2 separate regions of the Mus musculus genome follow, and region 2 is linked to region 1. The links are chromatin contacts, called in public Micro-C maps. All regions are on one chromosome and are shown on one strand. The core of a region is the stretch at or near the end of the contact, and the rest is flanking DNA. Distances in the headings are between cores, read along the strand shown. Region 1 has its middle 56 kb from the start of Rap2b. Region 2 has its middle 49 kb from the start of Gm40061.

Region 1 (4,890 bases), core at 2,012-4,511:
ACATAAGGGAAGAAGAATTTCTCTCCTATCCTAGCATCTCCATAAAGGAAACAATTTTCCTGAGAGGATAGATTCCCCACCAAGTGATTAACAGGCCCAGTTGGATTAATTTTAAAACAAGGAGACACTAGTATGTGCTAATCATTGGGACGTATTTGTACACTGTCGTGGTGTCTACTCAAGGCTAGAGACAGAATTTAGAATTTTTTTTTTTTAAATCAGGAAAAAAAGCAACTTTCTCTTGCTGGGCTTGTCAAGGCCCACATACCAACGCTATTTCCATGCTAATTTAAATCCTAAGGAGTGATTCCTTTCCTAGAGAAAAGGAAGGTGTGGTTCAGGCAGTGAGGAAGGGACTTCCCCAGTAACCTCCAAACTCACTAATCTGCTTAGCTACATAACTCTCCCTCTTACCTGGCTGCAGTGCTGGATCCTGAAAAACATCCCAGGTCTCCACCTACAGGCCCTCTCTTCACTGCTCCATACTCAGAGGAACTATGCCCCCAGGCTGCCAAGGCCTTTGCCAGTTTTAACAAAAGCATTACCTTGGTTGTTCCTTGTTTTGTATTACATTATACAAATCTAAAGTGCTGATGTCTGTAGTTTCAGCTTAATTTTGATTTCCTTGTTTTGTTTTGTTTTGTTTGTTTTTCGTTTTTTGTTTTTTGAGACAGGGTTTCTCTGTATAGCCCTGGCTGTCCTGGAACTCACTTTGTAGACCAGGCTGGCCTCGAACTCAGAAATCCACCTGCCTCTGCCTCCCGAGTGCTGGGATTAAAGGCATGCGCCACCACGCCCTGCTTAATTTTAATTTCTATCAAAACTTGTTTCCTAAGATTTTTTAAATCTTTTATTTATTTATTTATTTATTTATTTACACTCCAGATTTTATTCCTCTCCTGGTCGACCCTCCAACTGTTCCACATCCCATACCTCCTCCCCGACCCCCTGTCTCCGTGAGGATGTCCCCACCCCACCAGACCTCTAAACTGCCTGAGACTTCCAGTCTCTTCAGGGTTAGGTGCATTTTCTTTGACTGAATCCAGACCTGGGAGTCCTCTGCTGTATGTGTGTTGGGGCCTCATATCAGTTGGTGTATGCTGCCTGGTTGGTGGTCCAGTGTTTGAGAGATCTTGGAGGTCCAGGTTAATTGAGACTGCTGGTTCTCCTACAGGGTTGCCCTCCTCCCAGGTTCTTGCAGCTTATCCCTAATTCAACCACAGGGGTCAGCAGCTTCTGTCCATGGGTTGGGTGCATATATCTGCATCTTGCATCTGACTCATTCAGCTGTTTGTTGGGTCTTTCGGAGAGCAGTCATGATAGGGCCCTTTTTGTGAGCACTCTGTAGTCTCAGTAAAGCTTCTGTAAGTCAAAGGATATGGTCAATAAGACAAATCATCAACCTACAGATTGGGGAAAAAAAGCCTTCACTAACCCACATCCAATAGAGGGCTAATATCCAAAATATATAAAGAACTCAAGAAGCTAACCACCAAATTTTATTCCCCTCCTGGGAATAAAACAACCAAACAACCCAATCAAAAAATGGGGTATAGAACGGAACAGAGGACTGGAGCCCTGGCTCCAGTCTCCAGCACCCCTCCCCTTGTCAATTCCCAAAGGAGGCTGGAACTACTTCGGTAGTAACTGGCTATGGTGTTTCAGAAAATCAGATAACAGCAACCTTACAAATGACAGGAAACTCTCACCCCAGACCCTCCAGGCTGCTGCCTGTCTCTCTACACATCTAGGGCATCAGTGAATTTTAATAAATCTCTGACCTAAAAGGACAACCACTCTCAATGTCCCGTTTGAACCCTAAACTCAATACCTTTCAACAGATACTCAGTTTTCAGATCAGAATTAAAAAGGAAAGAGAAATAGGAACGGGTAACAAAATGAAAAATTCAAAATCCATACAGGTTCTAGTAATCACCTATGATTCCCAATATAAACCTCTGAGACTAGCCGGGAAAAAAATTTTTCAATGCAAAAACAGACAAGAAGTGAATTTATTTCACTTCTGGAAATGTCCCAGAGCTTAATATAAGATGCATCTTTACTCTGACCCCTTACGAAAAGCATCAGTAACAACATTGCATAAAGAAGAGAGTTATTGTAGTATAAAAGCAAAGCAATGCAAAGCAAAACAAAACAAACAACAACAAAACTCGTCACTTGTGAGTGGATCCTGTGGAAGCAAGTTACTATTTTCATGTAAGCAAGAGACAGAGCCTTGTCTTTGTCATCTGTGTCTTCATTCTTTCTGACATCACATGGTGTTGGAGCTCTCAAAGGCCCACCGACACGGCAGGAAATAGCAGATTTGAAGAATCATGGACCAGAATCATGAGGTCATGGAAAGAAAAAGGCTTGCATGTCATAGGGCTGAGAAAGACTTCCGCTTGCTTCTCCTTCAAAGTGTCCTTCCTCTGAGTTTACACAAACATTGAATATGAGGTAAAGATTTACATGAAAAGATACCAAGAAAAGCTGAAGTAATATGTCACTTTTGTCATTCGTCATTCGGGGTGTCTTTCAGTATATATTAACTTAGCTCAAAGTATAAATAAAGCAAAAATAAATTTAACTTAAATTGAAATGTCATCTTCCCAGGCTGTCGTTACTATTTTACATGGGATCCCTTTTAAAGGTCCTTTATTTTTTATTTTTATTTATTTATTTTTTGGATCCAATTATCCTCATGCAACCAACTGGGACTGCCTAGGTTTTAAAGTGCCTCATGGAAAGAATAAGCTAAACCAGTCAACTTGCCTAAGTTGACTCATGAAATTCCTGATGCTTTAGCCAAGCATTTTTGTAATCCTGGGTATTTTACACTCACAAAAGGCAGCAACTGCTATGTTACATTGATAAAAATCTGAGTCATTGCATGCAGTTCCATTAGAAAAAAAAAAAAAAAACTTTTGAAACACTAGACAATGACAACTGGTCAAATAGAAAAGCACCGCTCAATATGGATGGCTTGGGATTGGACAGCAAACAGCCATGCTTAAATCTTACAGAAGTAGAAACTGAACCTAAAAGGGGGGGTCAGCTTGTCAATATGATCTTCCAGATCTGAATTTATGTTTGTCTGGTGAATATTTACTTCATTCTTTAGCCCTCCCCATATTCCTAAGTCTAAAAATCTCACTAATAACAAATATAATCAACCTGTGCTCCTCCTGTTCCTATTCCGTCTAACAGTTCCTGTTAAAATCCATTTCCTCTGAGTAAATTCTATTCCATCATACTTGATTAGGTACTTATTAATTTCAACAGTCTTGTGGTTGTGTCACTAAGATGTTCAGTTTCAGTTCCTTCAGCCCAGAAAAATCTACTAGCAAAATATATATTTTTTTAAATTATGGGAAACATATGTATTAAATTCCCTTCATAGAACATGTGTCTTTCAATGATTGGAAAGAGGGAACTTGGCAAAAGTATTTTGTTTTCTGCCAAACCCAGTGTTCCAGGCAAAATGGATTTTGAAATTTAACTAAGGCTGAAGTTCTGGTCCCCAACTTCCTCTCTGTGAGAAAATATTCTCATAACTCATTAAGATTTTCAAGCATGTTTTATGTAGTTTTTTTCTTGTCTGTGCTATAAAAACTTGGGATATAGTGTTATCAGGGCAACAACTTGATTTAAAATTTAATGATTATAATTAATTAAACATTGTTAAAGATTGGCCCTGTTTGATTAATATTCACATATTTTTGGTCTATGACTCATCATAACATTCCAATAGAAAATGATGACAAAAATCCAAGGAAAGACTCCCCTAAAGCATTGTTATGACTGACCTAAGCCCCCTAGATTAGACGTAGGTCTAAGAGACCTTGAAAGCTTTGGGTGGAAAAGGGTTGGCTTTGTTTTAATAAGCTGACTCCTGCTTTACAATGACAGCAAACCACATATGAATATATACTTACTTAGCAAATAAGCATTAGAAACCAGATTCACAAACAGCTCTTGCAACTTTCTGTATCTATGTTAGGTGTTCTGCATGGAAGTTCACTGAAGATGGGCCTGGCAAACAAGAATCCACAGGCAGAGACCTCTGCTTCCCCTCTCCTATGAACCGCTATTAAACCTGTAATCAGCAAAGAAACACAAGGTTGTTAAAGAGACAAGATTGGAGCCCTCTGTGCTACACAGGCACATTCATGCTTCCCTGGATTTATAAAGATAGAAAGTTTCTAAAATGCCTTAGCAAGTCATGAATACATTTACAGTCACTAGTGATGGCCCATTTCAAACATTCATCATGCCTATAAATAAACCATGAATTTCCCCAGATTATAAAAAAAACACTTCTGACATTTAGTATGCTAATTATCCAAGTCTCAGGTGTGAGATGCAGATAGCTGAAGCACTCAGTAGTTACCTTCCAGAAAGTAGTGTTTTCTGATTGCTTGAGGTCCATCTCTTTAATTTCCATAAAGCGGCGGCGTTGCCTGGCCATTGACTCAAAACTAAAGCTAATGGCTGTGTCTCTGATGGGATACTGCTCTGCTGGAACACATTTAAACTTCATAAACTAAACTCACTTATTATTACTATTAAGCATTTTTGAAACAGCGTTTGCAGCAGTAACCTTCATGGCACAGTAACAAAGCAGTGCCCCCTGGTTCCATTTGGAGCTACTGTATACACCCTTCTGGGAGTCAATATTCATTTTACCATATATATTTCATGTGGGCCCATCAGTTTAAATAGATAAACACTGTCCATGGTAGAGGTCTTGGTTAATATGCATTGCTTTGATGGTTGTTGATTTGAAACACCTGAGATAGAAACGGTTCCATGAACAGGGGAGCTTTAAAGGAAAGAGTGCCACTGTGTTTTTCCTTTCCCCTTTAATGCTTAGTTGCTAAGCATTAG
Region 2 (4,553 bases), core at 1,816-4,315, 130 kb after region 1:
AGCCCCAAACCCAAGCCTTTGATGAAGTTATTTTTTATAACTGAAATGGAAGAGTTAAACTAACCAAATGTGGAAAGGCAAGAAAAATCTAGGTCCTTAATTATTTGTGTACTCTCATAATTTGCTAAAATATCTTATGATTGGAGATTTAATTAAGATATTTTCAGTCTCTTAGTCAATTCCTGTAAAATAAATATAATTTAGCCTTTTTAATTTCATATGCCTGTGTTTACTGAACAGTGCTATCAAGTTTAAATCCTCAAATTAGTCTCCAGAATGTGTCATAGTTGTTAAAAGTATGGTAGAAAAATGCTAAGTTTTATATATTTCAACTAAATACTATTGTGTCTTCAAATCGTAACAAAGGTAAGACATATGTATTGGTTAATTTACAATTTTGTAAAATGTGACAGGTTACAGTGTAGTGAGGCTTCCTGAATGTTATTACTTTGTGCTTCTTCCATTTGATGAAAACACTAACGAGGTCTTCTACCTTGCTTTGTCTTTCTGTAGTTAAGATCATGGATAATCTCTTTGGTCTTCCTTGTTCCTTAGCTTCTTTGGGTCTGTGGATTGTAAAATGGTTATCTTTCCTTTATGGCTAATGTCCACTTATAAGTTAGTACATACTATGCATGTCTTCTGGGTCTCTGTTACCTCATTCAGAATATTTTCTACTTTCATCAATTTGCCTAAAATTTTTATGATGTCCTTGTTTTTTCAATAGTATTCCTTTGTGAAAATGAATCACATTTTGTTTATCCATCCTTTCATTGAAGAACATATGGGTTGTTTCCAGTTTCTGGCTATTACAAATAAAGTTGCTATGAACATAGTTGAACAAGTGTCCTTATGATATGATGGAGCATCTTTTGGTTATGTGCCCAGAAGTTGTATAGATGGATCTTGAGGTAGAACTATTCCCAATTTTCTGAGAAACTGCCAGTTTTAGTAAATATACCTGACAATGCATATCACCCACAGACTATGTTTAGGAAATTCCATTTGGTTTCCAATCATTTTTATTCAGCAATATTTACCAGTGACACAAAGTGATAAGTGCTGGCTAATTGTAAAGGTGTAAAGATTGTGGACAAGATTCAGCAGCCAATTTATTGTGTGCTTCCTCAAAAGAGTCCCAGATGTGATAACTGCACATAATCAAATTGGAGAGAAGGGTCCTTTCAGATATAATAATGTTGAAGATGTTGTCTTTAGATGTGGCTCCAATTTCTTATGACTGGAGTCCTTGTAGAAATAGAAGAGGCAGCAAAATACACAAGTAGAATACTATGTACTGCAGAGGAAGATAGTGACCCAAGAAGCCAAGAACACCCAGGATAGCAGATAATACCAGGAACCATGTAGCAATTTCTCACACAATACCTTGAGAGAGTACAGTCACACTGACAACCTGGCTTTTAAATGGCTAGTGTCCATCCTCCAAGAGAATAACTTTCTGATGTTTAGTCATCCACTCTGGCATGAACCTCTAGGTCTTCAACATATTCCACATAGGAGGTGGTCACTGTGCAAAATCTCAGTAGTGACCTCTTCTAGGCTCTGGTGTTCTGGTTCTATTTTATCCTCTCCCATCCTGCTTGTGCATTTCTAAACTCTTCACATCGAGTGCTAAATCTCTAGAAGTTAATTTCTTTTTAAATCCCTTAATCTAATATTGACTTTTTTCATACTGAAGTACATTTAGGATATAGGGTAACTTTGGGTATCCTACTTGATACCTAGAACATGTCAGCATTGGAAAGGAAAGTCTTTCTCTTAGAATCATAGCTGAGCCCTGGGATACTTCTGAGAGATAAACTTCCTGCAAAACACAACAGAATAGAACCTTAGAATGGGTTTTTATCATGGCTGGCTGACTGTGTTAGTTGGGTTCCCTAAGAAACAAATACCAAGCCAGAATTGGCTGTGTTGGAAAGGAATCAGAAAAAAAAAAAGTCCATAAATAGTAAAGGGACATGGTACTGGAAAGACAGGGGTGGGTCATCAGGTCACTCTGCTGGTGTGTCTATGAAGAAGACTTAGAAGAGGAGGGAAGTGTGTGCAGGGAGAGTCTGTATCAAACCTCCAAGAAATGTTTAGCCAGGTACATGGGGAACTGTGTGCCAATATTTCCTAAGCATCCAGAAAGTTCCATGTCATGAAAATGGGTTTACATAAGTATGCTTAGTAGGCTTATCTGTCAACTATGAGCATACATGATAAACGTAACTGAGCTTGGATATGATTAGGTCCAGGGGTATAGCATCTTGAGCATCAGTCAATGATGCTTCTAACAGCACAACATCTGAGTAGCCACCCTTGTGTCAATGCTAGAACACATTTGCATTGTTAGCAAGAATCAACAGAGGGCTAGAATACTGGATAATAAGGCAATCTTTAATTCATTTACTAGGCCTCTAAATGTCAATGTCAAGTCTTTTTTTTTTTTTTTTTTTTTTTTTTTTGGTCAATGGGTAGTCAGAAGCAGTCTTCTCATCAGCTGGCTGGGTGGCATCAGGTTTTTGTCAATGTCTCCTAGCTGTGATTTGGAAGATAGTTCTGGTCCACAATACTTCCCTTTGAGGAGTGTTGCTCCCTGGTTTATTGCTTCATGTGGCACTGGTCTGCAGAGGCTCCAGATGATTCTCCCAGTGCTGGTGTGGTATGCTTTAGCAGCTGCTCCCCTTTGCTCACTCCCTTTTTTTTTTCTTCTTCTTTTTTTTTTGGCCTTTTCCTTCTGTGCCCCAAAATGCGACTCACACTTCAACGCTCAGTCCAATTCCATTGACTACTTCCTGAACTGTACAATTCATCAGCTGACCAAATGTTTCCTTCCTCACAGACTCAATGTGTTCTATATTTGATTCCTCTTGATAGATAAAATTGTGAAATACGTAGAATAGGAAATGTCCTTCTCTAATGGTTGTACTAACCACGAAAATCCTGACACTGCTGGTATTGCTTAGTTACTATTTTTTCAATAAGTACTTGCCATGACAAGGGCTCCAGTCACCCAGTAACTATTCCTGGCTTCCTGGCTGCTGATCACATTGTTCACAATTCCAGACATTGATGATTCATGGTGAGTTCATGTTGCAGTATTCTGGATGCTAAAAAGCATTCCTTAGTATTTCCTCGTCAGAACTTTGCAAATATTGAACTCAACAGCAATAATTATATAAAGCTTTGTCTGCAATGTGATTTTAGGTGATTTTTATTTAGTATAACTTTTAGTATTATCAGTACTAAAAAGTAATAAAATACATAGAATTTTCTCAAATTTCTTCAACAAAATAGTCATGAAGGGACTAGATATGTATATTTGGGAGAGTTGTCTCAAAAATCTGACATTCACATGGCTGGCTTTCATTTTCTATGGGAAACCATGTGAAGAGAAAGAATGAGTCTATATTGTTGGAATTTAAGGCACAGGAGAAGTCAGGGAGGTGATGAAGAACTGTTTGGTCTGGATCTGACACTGATCAAGACTGACTCCTCTGGTAACCTTAAGGAAGTTCATATTGGGCACGTCACACATGTGGTGAGCTGTCCTGATGATAACCTTGCTGCAGTGCTAAATGCTCATAGACTTCACATTTTCATTTGTGCCTTCTCTTGCTGCTTCTGACCTGAGTCTCTCCACAAACATCTCTGCCTGTCTACCTGTTTAGGGATTGTCACTTCTCCATTATCAGAAAAGGGACCTCATATTTTATTTAGTCTACAGTTTGAGGAAGTCTCCTGTCTTCAGAAAGGTGGCATTTCCCATCTGGTTGGGAACATTTCCACATTAGCAAACCAGCAGGAGTCACCAAGCAAGCAGAGTACACAAAGGCCTATGATTTGTGTTGGCTTTATGTCACCATTCCTGAAGCAATCTAGATTAGTGCAACAAGCTCACACTTGGCAGACTGGCTATGTAATAGGTACCTGAATACCTTGTTCTTATTTTCACTGTAGTAGCAGGCAAAATCTGATCTAAGTAGTCTCTTTTCTTCCCAAGCTCGCATATAATTATGTAAGGCTTCCTCTGTAAAGCTTCATGTTTCTGATCATTGTTTAAAGTTCAATACTAAAACCTTCACTCAAAGATGTGTGTCTTAGTCAGGGTTTCTATTCCTGCACAAACATCATGACCAAGAAGCAAATTGGGGAGGAAAGGGTTTATTCAGCTGTTCATCACTGAAAGAAGTCAGGACTGGAAATCAGGCAGGTCAGGGAGCAGGAGCTGATGCAGAGGCCATGGATGGATGTTCTTTATTGGCTGGCTTCCCTGGCTTGCTCAGGCTGCTCTCTTATAGAACCAAGACTTCCAGCCCAGAGATGGTCTCACCCACAAGGGACCTGAAACCCTTGATCACTAATTGAGGAAATGCCTTACAGCTGGATCTCACGGAGGCACTTTCCCAACTGAAGCGTCTTTCTCTGTGATAACTCCAGCTGTGCCAAGTTGACACAAAACTAGCCAGTACAGTGTGAGAGTTCCCTGTGGAATATACACACTTAACTGTTAGACTGTGATCATCAGTTACTTATAAATTCTCCACAGC

The links. A called contact is a pair of places that touch in the nucleus more often than the background predicts.
Region 2: a contact with region 1 is called in a Micro-C map of muscle stem cells, with 5 times the contacts expected there. The contact joins two enhancer-like sites. A contact is called at or near these places in 4 of 484 Hi-C or Micro-C datasets (adipose-derived mesenchymal stem cells, embryonic fibroblasts, embryonic stem cells and 1 more) and 1 of 115 datasets of contacts at active chromatin or transcription factors (fibro-adipogenic progenitors).

Annotation. Positions count from the first base shown.
Region 1 is chr3:61,306,145-61,311,034 of GRCm38.p6, forward strand. No RefSeq gene overlaps it. Among named protein-coding and RNA genes, the nearest start is that of Rap2b, 56 kb to the right of the region's middle. Within about 2 kb of position 3,262, at least 15 of the 459 cell types and tissues checked have an H3K27ac peak or open chromatin away from gene starts, as enhancers often do. A contact at or near this core is called in adipose-derived mesenchymal stem cells and muscle stem cells, where this site is marked.
Region 2 is chr3:61,438,711-61,443,263 of GRCm38.p6, forward strand. No RefSeq gene overlaps it. Among named protein-coding and RNA genes, the nearest start is that of Gm40061, 49 kb to the left of the region's middle. Within about 2 kb of position 3,066, at least 58 of the 459 cell types and tissues checked have an H3K27ac peak or open chromatin away from gene starts, as enhancers often do. A contact at or near this core is called in adipose-derived mesenchymal stem cells and muscle stem cells, where this site is marked.